Linked DNA regions of Hordeum vulgare: all the other regions are linked to region 3. The links are chromatin contacts, called in public Hi-C maps. All regions are on one chromosome and are shown on one strand. The core of a region is the stretch at or near the end of the contact, and the rest is flanking DNA. Distances in the headings are between cores, read along the strand shown.

The links. Hi-C and Micro-C count contacts between places; a contact is called where the count stands out from the background.
Region 1: a Hi-C map of leaf shows a contact between it and region 3, with 4 times the contacts expected there. The contact joins the promoter of LOC123427505 here to the promoter of LOC123427507 in region 3. A contact is called at or near these places in 2 of 6 Hi-C or Micro-C datasets (leaf and seedling) and 1 of 1 datasets of contacts at active chromatin or transcription factors (embryo).
Region 2: a Hi-C map of leaf shows a contact between it and region 3, with 2.8 times the contacts expected there. The contact joins the enhancer-like site here to the promoter of LOC123427507 in region 3. A contact is called at or near these places in 3 of 6 Hi-C or Micro-C datasets (leaf and seedling).

The regions. Positions count from the first base shown.
Region 1 is chr2H:590,084,333-590,088,142 of MorexV3_pseudomolecules_assembly, reverse strand. LOC123427505 (O-fucosyltransferase 6-like) reads right to left here and starts at 1,484. Exons shown (of 11, transcript XM_045111575.1): 1 at 1,032-1,484; 2 at 805-864; 3 at 607-697; 4 at 391-467. The coding sequence starts at 1,211.
Region 2 is chr2H:590,418,537-590,422,289 of MorexV3_pseudomolecules_assembly, reverse strand. No RefSeq gene overlaps it. Among protein-coding and RNA genes, the nearest start is that of LOC123430661, 83 kb to the right of the region's middle. Within about 2 kb of position 1,894, at least 3 of the 3 cell types and tissues checked have open chromatin away from gene starts, as enhancers often do. A contact at or near this core is called in leaf and seedling, where this site is marked.
Region 3 is chr2H:590,236,638-590,240,334 of MorexV3_pseudomolecules_assembly, reverse strand. LOC123427507 (protein ROLLING AND ERECT LEAF 2-like) reads left to right here and starts at 1,946. Exons shown (of 4, transcript XM_045111577.1): 1 at 1,946-3,455; 2 at 3,557-3,697. The coding sequence starts at 2,270.

The DNA.
Region 1 (3,810 bases), core at 235-2,734, 150 kb after region 3:
ACAGCTAATACTAACAAGAAAGGACTAAATACACAGGCGCAGTCATGCAGGGCTTCCAAAAGTAGTTGGAGCATACCAAGAAAAGCACGGATGCAGCCAAAGGCGTCAACAAGTTGTTGGAGTAAATTGACCAGGGCTATACATCATAGAGGCTTACAATTGAAGAAAACTGACATTATTGTACTAGCATCACATGCCCAAGATCATCATTGCGAAGCCTAGACTGACATCAGACCACTAGCACAGTAATTCAGGTAGGTTATGCATACATGGAAATTACGAGGTAATTTAACTGCAATATATATTCACACTGTTGGATGGACCAAGCGAAGCAAGAAGACAAGAATTCGATGGGACAAGCCAGCAACCAGTATGGCAGCACGTACTCACCCCTGTTCGCTGCTGGTTCAGGCCCCCGCTGGTGGCGATCATCAGATAGCGATTCGATTCGGTGACAGCCTTGGCATCTGCTGAAGGGGAACTTTTACTGTTAGCGAGCAGTCAAACTCAAGCACGAGCAATGGCAATGCCAATCTTCTTCTGAAGCAAAACAACCCGTGCACGAAAGGAAAACGGAATTGGTGCAAGCAACGCGCGTAGGCGTACCGGCGAAGTCATTGGTGGCGTCGCTGCAGCCGACGAAGTGGTGCGCCGTCTTGGACGCCCAGAGCTCCTCCCCCAGCCTGCTCCCGCCACTCTGAAAAGAAAACCCGGAACCGGTTAACCAGAGCCGAATCCGCCGCTCGATTTCACCGGGTTTAAGCGCGAGGAACGGGGAAGGCGGGCGCGGGGCTATCCACTCACCGGAACGGTGAAATCGACGGTGCCGACGAGATTCCTGCGCAACTCGGCCGGTTTGTTCAACTGCTCCGCGAAACAAAAGGGAGGGGGGGTGAGGGAGGGAAAACAGCAAACAGAATCGGCATTAAGGCAGGAAGCGAGCGAGAATCGGAGCGCATTGCATGGACCCGGCGGCGACCCCCGTCGCCGCAAAGTCGCGGCTTTTGCTGGGAGGGGAGGGGAGAGCGTACCAGGAACGGCGGGTTGGGGCGCCGGACGCCGCCGCCGCCCCCGAGCGGCGGCGAGAGGAAGCAGTGGAACGCGACGACGACGAGCAGCAGCCCCGCCGCCGTGAACGCCGCCGCGGCCGGCGCCACCGAGGGCACCACCCAGCGGCCGTGGTGCTGCCCGCGCCGCCGCCTCGACCCCATGCGGCGCTCCTCCTCTCACGCACGCGCGCGCGCACGCCTTGTTCTCTTCCCGCTCCGGTCCTCCTGGGCTTGGTGATCGAGCGTGCGCTCGCTTGGAAGCGTGCGGGTTTTGGACTGGCGGCGGCAGGGATGGGAGGGAAGCGGGCGGAGGCGGAGGGAAGTCCGGGCTTTTGTTAGTTGGGTGGCAACATTTGGCGAGAGAGCAGGTAGAAAACGATGAGACGGCCGGCAGGAGAAGCGACTCCTGACTCCTGACTAGTAGCGGGCCGGCTACAGGGAGATCAATCATATATATCGCGAAAGCAAAGGGGCTACTGGTAAATAAATACTCCCTCCCTCCGTATCTAAACAAATAATTCAAGTAGATAATACTAGTGGGTCAGTAAAAAAAATGGAGGATCAGAGCGAATCTCCGCACACTAACCGCTTTTAATTCCGTTTGGCCGTTCAGATTATATATTACTAGTACTAGTAGTACTTTGTAATATAAAAGCAGGTTTGGCTTTTAATAATGCAGATCTGGGTGGCGCCTCGTGCTTCTCTGTACATGCGTGTCTCCTACCTAGCGAGGAGCATGGTGGTAATGGTGTCCGGTGGGCAGGCGATTAGTGGTAGTAATTTCCGCAAATCTGAGGGTGGCATCCGCAGAAACGCCACATAATGGCCAGATTACTGAGATTATTAAGCCGGCGTACATTATTTATACGGGAGTGGTACCGTCCAGCGACGCGAGGACGGCTCCCCTGTGACTGTGAGTGAATCCCAATAATTTATAGGCCTCATTGAATGCACAGTCCACCCTTCTGGTGCGTGGCTGCGTGCTAGTAATTCATTGCGATTTGCTATAGTAATTGTGATTATAAGGTGGTGCATCCTTGTGCGTACGTGACAGCCCCGCTTCATGTACGTTCCAGTTCAAACAGTCACACGCGCCGCTGCCGCGATTTTTTTTTTGTTTTTCCATCCCAACAGCCAACGAGAGCGTCGCGATGCAACGTGCACGTAGCCGGCTTTCTTTTCGTTAATTAATCTCTGTCGCGTCAAAAGGGATGGATGGATGGTGCAGGAGCGACGTCGCGCATGCAGGAGCAGTCCACGTGATGGTTGGCTTGGCTGTAGTGCTGCTTTGGACGATCCGACCCTACCACTGTTTTATATAAACCAAAATACTTACTACTAGGATAAAACTGGCTTCGAGAGAGAAAGAAATTGTTTTCCGGAAGAGAGGTATCCAGTTTTTTTTTTTTTTAGGCAAAGAGAGATATCCAGCTGCCTTGCATCCACTACTCCCTCCCTCTCTTTTAGGCCTCCAAAAGTGAGAGTAAACCCTGGATGGGTAAAGGTTAGTTTAGACGATCTGCATGTGATTTGGGTGCTGGCTTGCACGGAGGAAAATGTTTGTTGCACTTGCACGCAAGTGGGGCGGAGGTGGGGGCTACGTACGCCTAATAACAAACTCGACGCAACAACACAATCATGGGTTGATGGGTGGGTTAGAAGAAAAGTCCCCATCACACGCTACTGGCCCCAATCCATCAGCTCATGAGGCTTTGTGTTTCCCCTTCAGTATTCTGTATATATACTATACTGACCAATAATTGACTTGGACAAAAGCCTCTTTAGCCTTTGCTGATCTATCTATCAATGGTATTCTCGCCTGTTCCCCTAAAATATACAGGTAGGAGTGTATGGGTTTTGTCTGCTTACTTATGTGTCTTGTAAACGCATCCCGTTGTTGCTAATCTTCATTCGGGTAGAATTGCAGCAACTCATAGAGTTTTTCAGTTAGAGTTGCATGCGACACCCTGCTAGTTCCGTCACTGACTCGCTGTTTTCTTCTTCTTCTAGATGATGATGTTGAACAGCACTCCAACGACCTGCATGCATGCGCGCGCGTATCGCTCCTGGCTCGCCCACGACCGAGCCCAGTCCGCGCTCGTTATCGCATGCGCCGGATACGCTGCCTCACTACCCACTTCCCCTCCTTCTAGCTCGGGTTAGTTAATCCTCTCTCCCTTGTACATGTATAAGTACCCTGTATGTTAATGAGAATCGGTGTGCAGCAAATCCTTCTCTCTCTCGCTTTACATGGTATCAAACGCTCAGCCTTGATCGTCTTCGCTTCCGCATCTCTCCTCACCGGCCATGGCCTCGCCGCTCTCCGCCGCCTCCGGTGAACTCAACCCCTTCGGTTTTGAGCCTGTCAACCCCAACTCTCTCCGTCTGCTCCACATCCAGGACCACGTTTCGGTCACCCTCGACCTCCACACCCCGTCGTTCTCCACCTGGCGCACTTACTTCTCCCTCACCTTCCGCGAGTTCGGCATCCGCGATCATGTGGACGGCACGGTGGATGCCCTCGCCATGATCGGCGACAAGCAGTGGCTGTCGATTGACGCCACCATTGTCAAGTGGCTCTACCGGACGGTGAGCCGCGAGATCCTCTCGCAGGTCATCCGCTACAACGACACGGCTCTCTGCGCCTGGACCTCCATCTGCCAGCTCTTCCTGGACAACCAGCTGCAGCGCCAGGTTCTGCTGACGACGGAGTTCTACAGCCTCATGCACGAGGGCATGGGGTTGTTCGACTATTGCCTGC
Region 2 (3,753 bases), core at 645-3,144, 180 kb before region 3:
CTTTCGTCAAGGAACCGAGCACCTATGTCATTGACGACGTCTCTAATACACCACCACCAGACCGTAACAGCAGACGCCACTTGTTGCACCTCATAGATCCAGCTAGAGCACCACCGGTTACGTCGTGCTAAAGCAACCCGAAAGCCCTGCCAAGCCCACGCCACCGGAGACCGCAATCCCGACGTGGAGCCACCTCGTACCCGTTGGAAGCCAGTCGTTGGACGAGCCGCCTCCGGGCCCCAGCCGCGAGGGCGCCAGATCCGGTCGTCAATGGATTGCCAGGTCCGGGCGCACCAAGCGAGGGACCGCCCATAGGGGGGATCCCGTGAGCCCGCGTCCTCCAGTAGTTGTCCACAACAGCGACGCACATGGCCACAACACCCCTGGGCCCGCTTGTTGCATGGGGCGCGCCAAGCCACGCCCGCAGTGCCATCCCGTCGTACCCACCGCGCCCACTGCGCCATCTTGCAACGCCAGACGCGCGTGTGGCACCAACTGGACCTACCACCCGCGCACCACACCGTCAATTTGCCATGCCCATGACGGCCGCCAGCACCGGCTCGCCCGCCCCCACGCCTTTCCATAGCCGAGCGGCCCGTTGCTGCTCACACCACGCCACAGGAAGAACGAAAGGCCCCGTCACCGTCGCTATCGCGCGGGCTTTGCCCAGCGGCACATGCTGGGAGCGGCGAGGGGAGGGGAAAATCTGGGGGTGGGGTTTCCTAGCGGTTAGGGTCTTGCCCCGGGTCATTCTCGGGAGGGACAACACGGGCGCTCGGTCAAACAAGTTATGTGGTTTCATTTTCAACCTACACTCTCGGACCTCCTATGCGCCGCTCGCTACAACCAACTGCCGAGCGGACGCACACGGGGTCGTGCCCCGCCCAGTTTTTTCTTTTTCCTTTTCTTTCGGTTCCTTCTTTTCTTTTTCTGCTTATTTCTTTTTTTTTCTTTCTTTTTTCCAGTTCTGTCTGAATTTGAAGCAAACATATTTTTTGGATTTGAAGAAAAAACCAGAACATTTTCTGAAATCACAAAAAAAAATCGAATTCTGGACAAAATTTGAAACATGAAGAAAATTATAAAACCATGAATATTTCTGAATCTGCGGAAAATTTGAAACGGCGAACATTTTTCAAATTGCGAAAAAATTAAACATGAACAAATTTTGAAATCACAAAAAAAATTGAACATGAATAAATTCCAAATTTGTAAACAAAATTATAAAGTTCTGACATTTTTCAAATATGCGAACAAATTTTGAAACCACGGACATTTTTTAAATGCTGAACAAATTTCAAATCCATGAACAGAATTATAAATATTGAACATTTTTCATTAAACCGCGAACATTTCTTGAATATGTGAACAAATTTGGAATCAAGAACAAATTTCAAATTCATGAGCAAAATTATAAAACCGCGAACATTTTTCAAATCTGTGAACAAATCTCCAATTCGTGAACAAATTATGAAACCGCTAACATTTTTCAAATTGTGAACATAATTTAAAACATGAATGTTTTCAATTTGTGAACAAATTTTAAAACCATAATTTTTTTTCGAATTGTGTATAAATTTCAAAACCATCAATTTTTTTTGAATTGTGCACAAATTTTAAATTAATAAAAAAGAAATAAAAACTGAGAAGGAAAAAAAGGAGAAAATTAAAAAAAAGAAAAAGAAAAAAAGAAAAAATCGGTTTAGAAAACCTGTTAGAAGTTTTCCAAAACAAAAAAAAAACAATTAAAAAAGCTTTCCAAAACCAGGGACGTTGAAATGTTAAACGGGCCAACCCACGCCAAAACAATCGTTCAATAGGACCACTCACAAAAAAGCAAGCGTTCAATACGGGTTTCCATACTCTGAAGCACCATTTCTCCGGAGCTCCTATGCAGCGCTGCAGGTGTCCGTTAACGATCCGGCGCCTGCCGCGCTGCTAGCATGGGCCGGCCCACTAAAGTGCTGTTCTATTTTGTTTGATTTTGTATTACAAATAAATATAAAATTAAAAAAAAGTTTACAGATTTAAAGGAAAAGGTTCAACCATTTTTTAAAAAATCACATCTTTAAGAAAGGTTTATCAATTTTTTTAAAAAATCATTGAAAACGAAAAAAAGTTCATCTAATTTATGAAAAGCTTATAAATTTTAACAAAGTTCAATATTTTTGAAAAAAGTTCATAAAAAACCCAAAAATAATGTATTTTTTCAAAAAAAATCATTGAACTGGAAAAAAAGTTATAATTCTTTAAAAATTTCATCCGTTTTCAAATAGATGTTCATTAAGTTTTAGAAAAGTTCATCGATATTCAAAAAAGTTCATCAATCTTTAAAAGTATTCGTTGAAATATAAAAAAAGTTCATCAATATTCTAATAAGTTCATAGAATTGTTTAAGAAAAACATCACAAACGCCTAGATGGGTCGGGCCAGTTCGAACGCCATAGGCGTCAGTTAACAAAAATGCACATTAACGGATGCATGTGGTGTCAAATAGGAAATGTCCGATTTCTCCGGAAGCAACTAGTTAGCGAGCGCTCCCGCGCGTCGCCACTTGATGCGTTTCCAGCTGTCGTCACGTGTCGCGCTCTGAGCGTTTCCTTTGTATTTTTTCACACGCGTTTTCGTCTTTTTAGTGTGTTTTTTTTGTGTTATGGCTTTCATCGGTCTTTCGTAACTTTTGGACAAAAAATCAATATTTTTTCGTGAAAAAATGCGTTTTCTTTTCTTTTATGTGAAAAAACACATTTTCTGTTTTTTTGCGAGAGGCGCGATTTTGACTTTGCGAGAGACACGCTTGGAAAGAAAAAAACGTGCTTTCATTTTTTGCGAGAGGTACGATTTCGCTTTCATGAAAGGCATGGTTTTGCCTTCGTGAGAGGCACGCCCGTGCCTTTCAAAAAGGAAAAAAACGTGTTTTCTGTTTTTTTATGAGAGACACGGTTTTGCTTTCGCGAAAGGCATAGTTTTCCCTTCGCGAGAGGCACGCCCGTGCCTCTCCCGAAAGGGGAAAAAGACGTGTTTTCTGTTTTTTTGCGAGAGGCACGGTTTTGCTTCCGCGAAAGACATGTTTTTGACTTTGCGAGAGGCACGCCCATGTCTCTCCCGAAAAGGGGGAAAACACGTTTTTGGCTCTCTCTTTTTTTGCAGGAGCCACGATTTTGCTTTCGCGAGAGGCACGGATTTTGCTTTCACGAATGGCACGACCCGTGCCTATCGGAAAGGGAAAAACCGCGTTTTCTGTTTTTTTTCTGTCACGTGAGGCACGGTTTTTTTGTCTGGTTTTTTCTTCCGTTTTTTCATGAAAAAATCATCAAAACCTATCAACATGGGTTTTAGTTTTCAAGATCTCGACGCGAGAAAGTCAACGGTGAAAACAGTTCGAGATTTGAATGCACAGTTTAGGAGATAAAACTTTTTAAAAATACGGATCTACGAAAAAAGGAAAAACTCTCAGGTTGCAACAAGTGGCACGCATGCAGTGCGCCACTTGTCACAACTTATGAAGATGGGAGTAATCGTTGGAAGGTGTATTCGCTAACTAGTGATTTCGGATTTCTCCTTGTGTAGGAATGAGAAGGGCCGTTTTTTGAGCTCAAGCAGCGGCCCGAATACATAGCTAAATAGGCCGGCCCGAGGCCCATTAGTTAGCACAGTTGGAGTCGGACGGAGACTCCTTAAATCGAAAAGAAAGGATCGCAAAAGCAGCAGAGAGGAAACAAAACCCCAAGGAAAGCCCGACAGTCTGAGTGC
Region 3 (3,697 bases), core at 697-3,196:
ACGCGAGCGCATTGATTGTTCATTTGGATCTTCTTCTTCTTCATCATCGATCTAGGATTGGTTCCAGGCCGGCAGCGTGGGATAGCAAGGATGGACGTCGTTTTCTTTTCTCATTTGTTTTCGTCCGTAGTCGGATCCTGCTCTTCTTCATGATGTTTATGTATTGTACTGATGTGACTCTGATGTAGCTTGTGGCGAGTGTAGGCCAATTCCATATATCTCATCTTTTCAGTACATGTACTTGTAACGATATCCATTCTTGCGAAATGACGAGATGCGCTTCTATCCCTAACAAGGTCCTCGTGCCAAATTGAGGATAGGATCGCATCTTGGACGTTACACCCATGGTCTTACATATATCCCTTCCCATCTGTTTGGTGGATCAAACCTTAGCCAGTTCACTTTACTACGCCACCTCGAGCCCATCTTCGGTCTTCTTCAGCTTGGGGAGCGGTGAATATGACTCCGACTAGTCCAGATCCGTTGATTGGGGTGTCATCACGTGCGGGTTGGAGGAGGCAATGGTCGTCCGCTCTACACTCCACCGCTCGCGAAAGGACGACACTCGACCGACGGCAGGATCTCCGGCGTGACTTCATAGCGTCACCTCAACAGGCACTCGGATCCTCCGAGGCTAGATCATCGGGGTCGTGACAGCCTTCAAATCTATCCTTCCCCATCATCGGTCGAGCGGAGTATCAGTCCCATCGGGACCGTTATGCCCGCCGTGAAAGGAGAGGATAAGGACCGCCGAGGCCCGTCTTGCTGCATATATGGTGGCGCCTGATGTGTTAGCGCGGACAACTTTGAGGAGGAAGCCATCCGCACCCGCACTGTGAAGCAGTGGCAATGGAGGAACACGCCCGCCCTCGTTCGAGAGTAGAATTAGGCGGTTCGTGAAATGGTCGAACTTCTCCCAAAGGAGGACAACAACAACGAGGAAGAGTTCCGGCTCGATCTGTACTGTGTGTTCGATCGGTACTTCCTCAAGAAGGATGACAATAGCGTCTCGAAAGGCAAGGGCAGCCGGAGATGATATTCTCCACCATAGTCAAACATATCAAATTTTCATAGTCCAATGGCATGTTGTATATAATAGCGGACCATGTTTATGCATCATTTATGTAGTTGCATGAGTTTGTATAGACTTCATGTATGCTAATTAAGATGTCCGATTATGAGAAAGAAAATATCGAACGTGACCAGCCAAGGGTCGAATTCGCGTACTTCAGATGTAGATGTTTTTAAAGCATCTACATCCGGACAGAGCAAAAATGGCCCCCTAAATGTCGACAGACGCATTTGATTAGTGGCCGAGCGTGTTTTCTTTTTGGCTCTTCGTGCAACCATATTTCTCATTTTCCCCTCATATGTCTAGTTAGTTACGCGTGATTGATGAAAAAGAAGAGAAAGAAAAAAAAGATGATCTCGGATGGGGTCACGTCCGACGTGCCGCTTTGATGGGACACACACATGTGTGTTCGCAAAGCTTCATATCCTTCCTACATTTGTCTTTCATATGATATTTCACGGATAACCTGAATGTATAAGGTGATTGGAGGGATCCAATTATATAATTTTTCTTTTTTTTTCCTTTTCAATCCAATCGCAGGGTGTACTAGGCGGCGTCCGCCTGTTGATGGTTTTAATTGTTGTTGCTCCGATCCGAGGCCGCCACCACCACTCCGTCTTCACTCGCACCCTTGGACAAAGGAAGAGGGTCCCCTCCCTGGCCATCCCTCGCTGCCGCGTGATCCGGTCCGTCCATCCAATAGTTACCGGATCCTCACATTCCCCGCACTCGCCGTCATCGGTTTTCCCCTGTGCTGATTCCACTTCCGTCCACGCCCACGCCCACGCCCGCGCCCCCACGGAACAAACGACAAGCCCCGCAAAAGAAACGAAAAGTGTGTTGACGATAAAAAAGAAGATCCTTCTCTTCTCTGCTGCCCCCCTCCGCTCTGCCCTCCCCTGCCCGCCTCGCCTTCCCCCAACCCTCTCTCTCTCTCTCTGCCTCCTCCGCCAAGCTCAGCTCAGCTCCCCTACTCCACTCCCCTTCCCTGTTCCCACCACATCACGTCCACACGTCGCCATTGTCGCCCGACCACACTCCGCTCCGCGCGACGGCGTCCTCCCGCCAACCTCCTCACCGAACGCCATAATGCGCGGGGCGAGCAGCAGCAGTAGGTAGGTACACTCGGCTCGAGAGATCCTTTTTGAGTTTTGTTTCTCCCTCCGGGCTAGACCGCCCCGCCCCCGCGCACGCGCGATGGGGTGCAAGGGCTCCAAGCTCGACAGCCAGGAGGCGGTGGCGCTCTGCCGCGGCCGCGCCGACCTCATCGCCGCCGCCGTGCGCCACCGCTACGCGCTCGCCGACGCGCACGCGGCGCTCGCGGGATCCTACGACTCGCTCGCCGCTCCGCTGCACCTCCTCCTCCAGCTCCAGGCCGCGCCGCCGCGCCTCTCGCTGCCCTCGGGCCGCAAGGGCGGCCGTCGTGGCGGCGGCCTGCCGCTCCCGGACCCGGACCGCCATCATTCCTCGCATGTCGACTTCGAGCCCACGTCGTCCTCCGGATCCGACTCGGCCTCCTCATCGCCCCCCGGATCGCCTCCCCGCCGCATCCCCGAGCAGCTTCTCCCGCAGCCGGCTTACTACGGGTACGCGCCCCAGCCCGCGTTCGCCTACCCGCCGCCGCCGCAGAGCACGCTGCAGTTCTACTACGCGCGCAGCCGCCCGCCCCCGGCCTCGGTCGCCGTCGCGCAGAGCGCGCCGGTGTCGGAGCGCGCGCGCTACGGCGCTTTCGACGCGGCAACTGGCGGCGGCTACACGCAGTATTACGCCTACGGTGGTGAGCCGGCCGCGGCTGTGCAGCCGCCGCCCCCGCCGCCGCAGAGGGCAGCGGCTCCGGCTCCACTTCCGCCGCCCCGGGAGAGCTCGTCGTGGGACTTCCTAAACGTGTTCGAGAACTACGGCGACTCGTACGACAGCTGCTACTACTACAACCCCACCACCACCACCACCGCGGCTACCGCCGCCGCCGCCGCCGCGTACACGCCGAGCCGCAGTTCACGCGAGGTGCGGGAGGAGGAGGGCATTCCGGAGCTGGAGGAGGAGGGCATTCCGGAGCTGGAGGAGGACGACGAGGAGACCGTCGTAGTGAAGGAGATGGCGAGCGAGTACTCCACGGTTGGAAGCCGTCGCGGCATGTTCGGTGCCGTCAACAACATCCCGGAGGTTGACAACCGGAGGAATGCACAACGGAGGCGACCAGCATACCGTAATGTGGCCCCGCTGACACGAGAACCGCCGGCGCAGGGGGTTGTCGGCAATGCGGTGGATGCTGCCACCGCGGTTAAGACGCAGCTTGTTCGGGTGGCCGAGGCGGCAAGGGAGCTCGCGCCGCTGCTCGAGGTCGGGAGGCCGAGCTACCAAGGACGCCACTCCGTTTACCACGGTGAGCGACTAGTTCAGACTTCAGAGTCTGAACGATCTGATTCATTTTCATGCCAATATATCTGTGGTGCATTGTATGGCTCACTGTTCCATTGTTTGAAGCTGCATCATCGCGGATGATGTCTGCAATCTCTGTGCCGCATCTGGGGTGCAAAGACGAGGACATGTTGGGCATGGTAGTTGGCGAAGAAGGGAAGGTGGTGGGCTCCTGGAGCTTATCCTTGACACTAGAGAAGCTATACT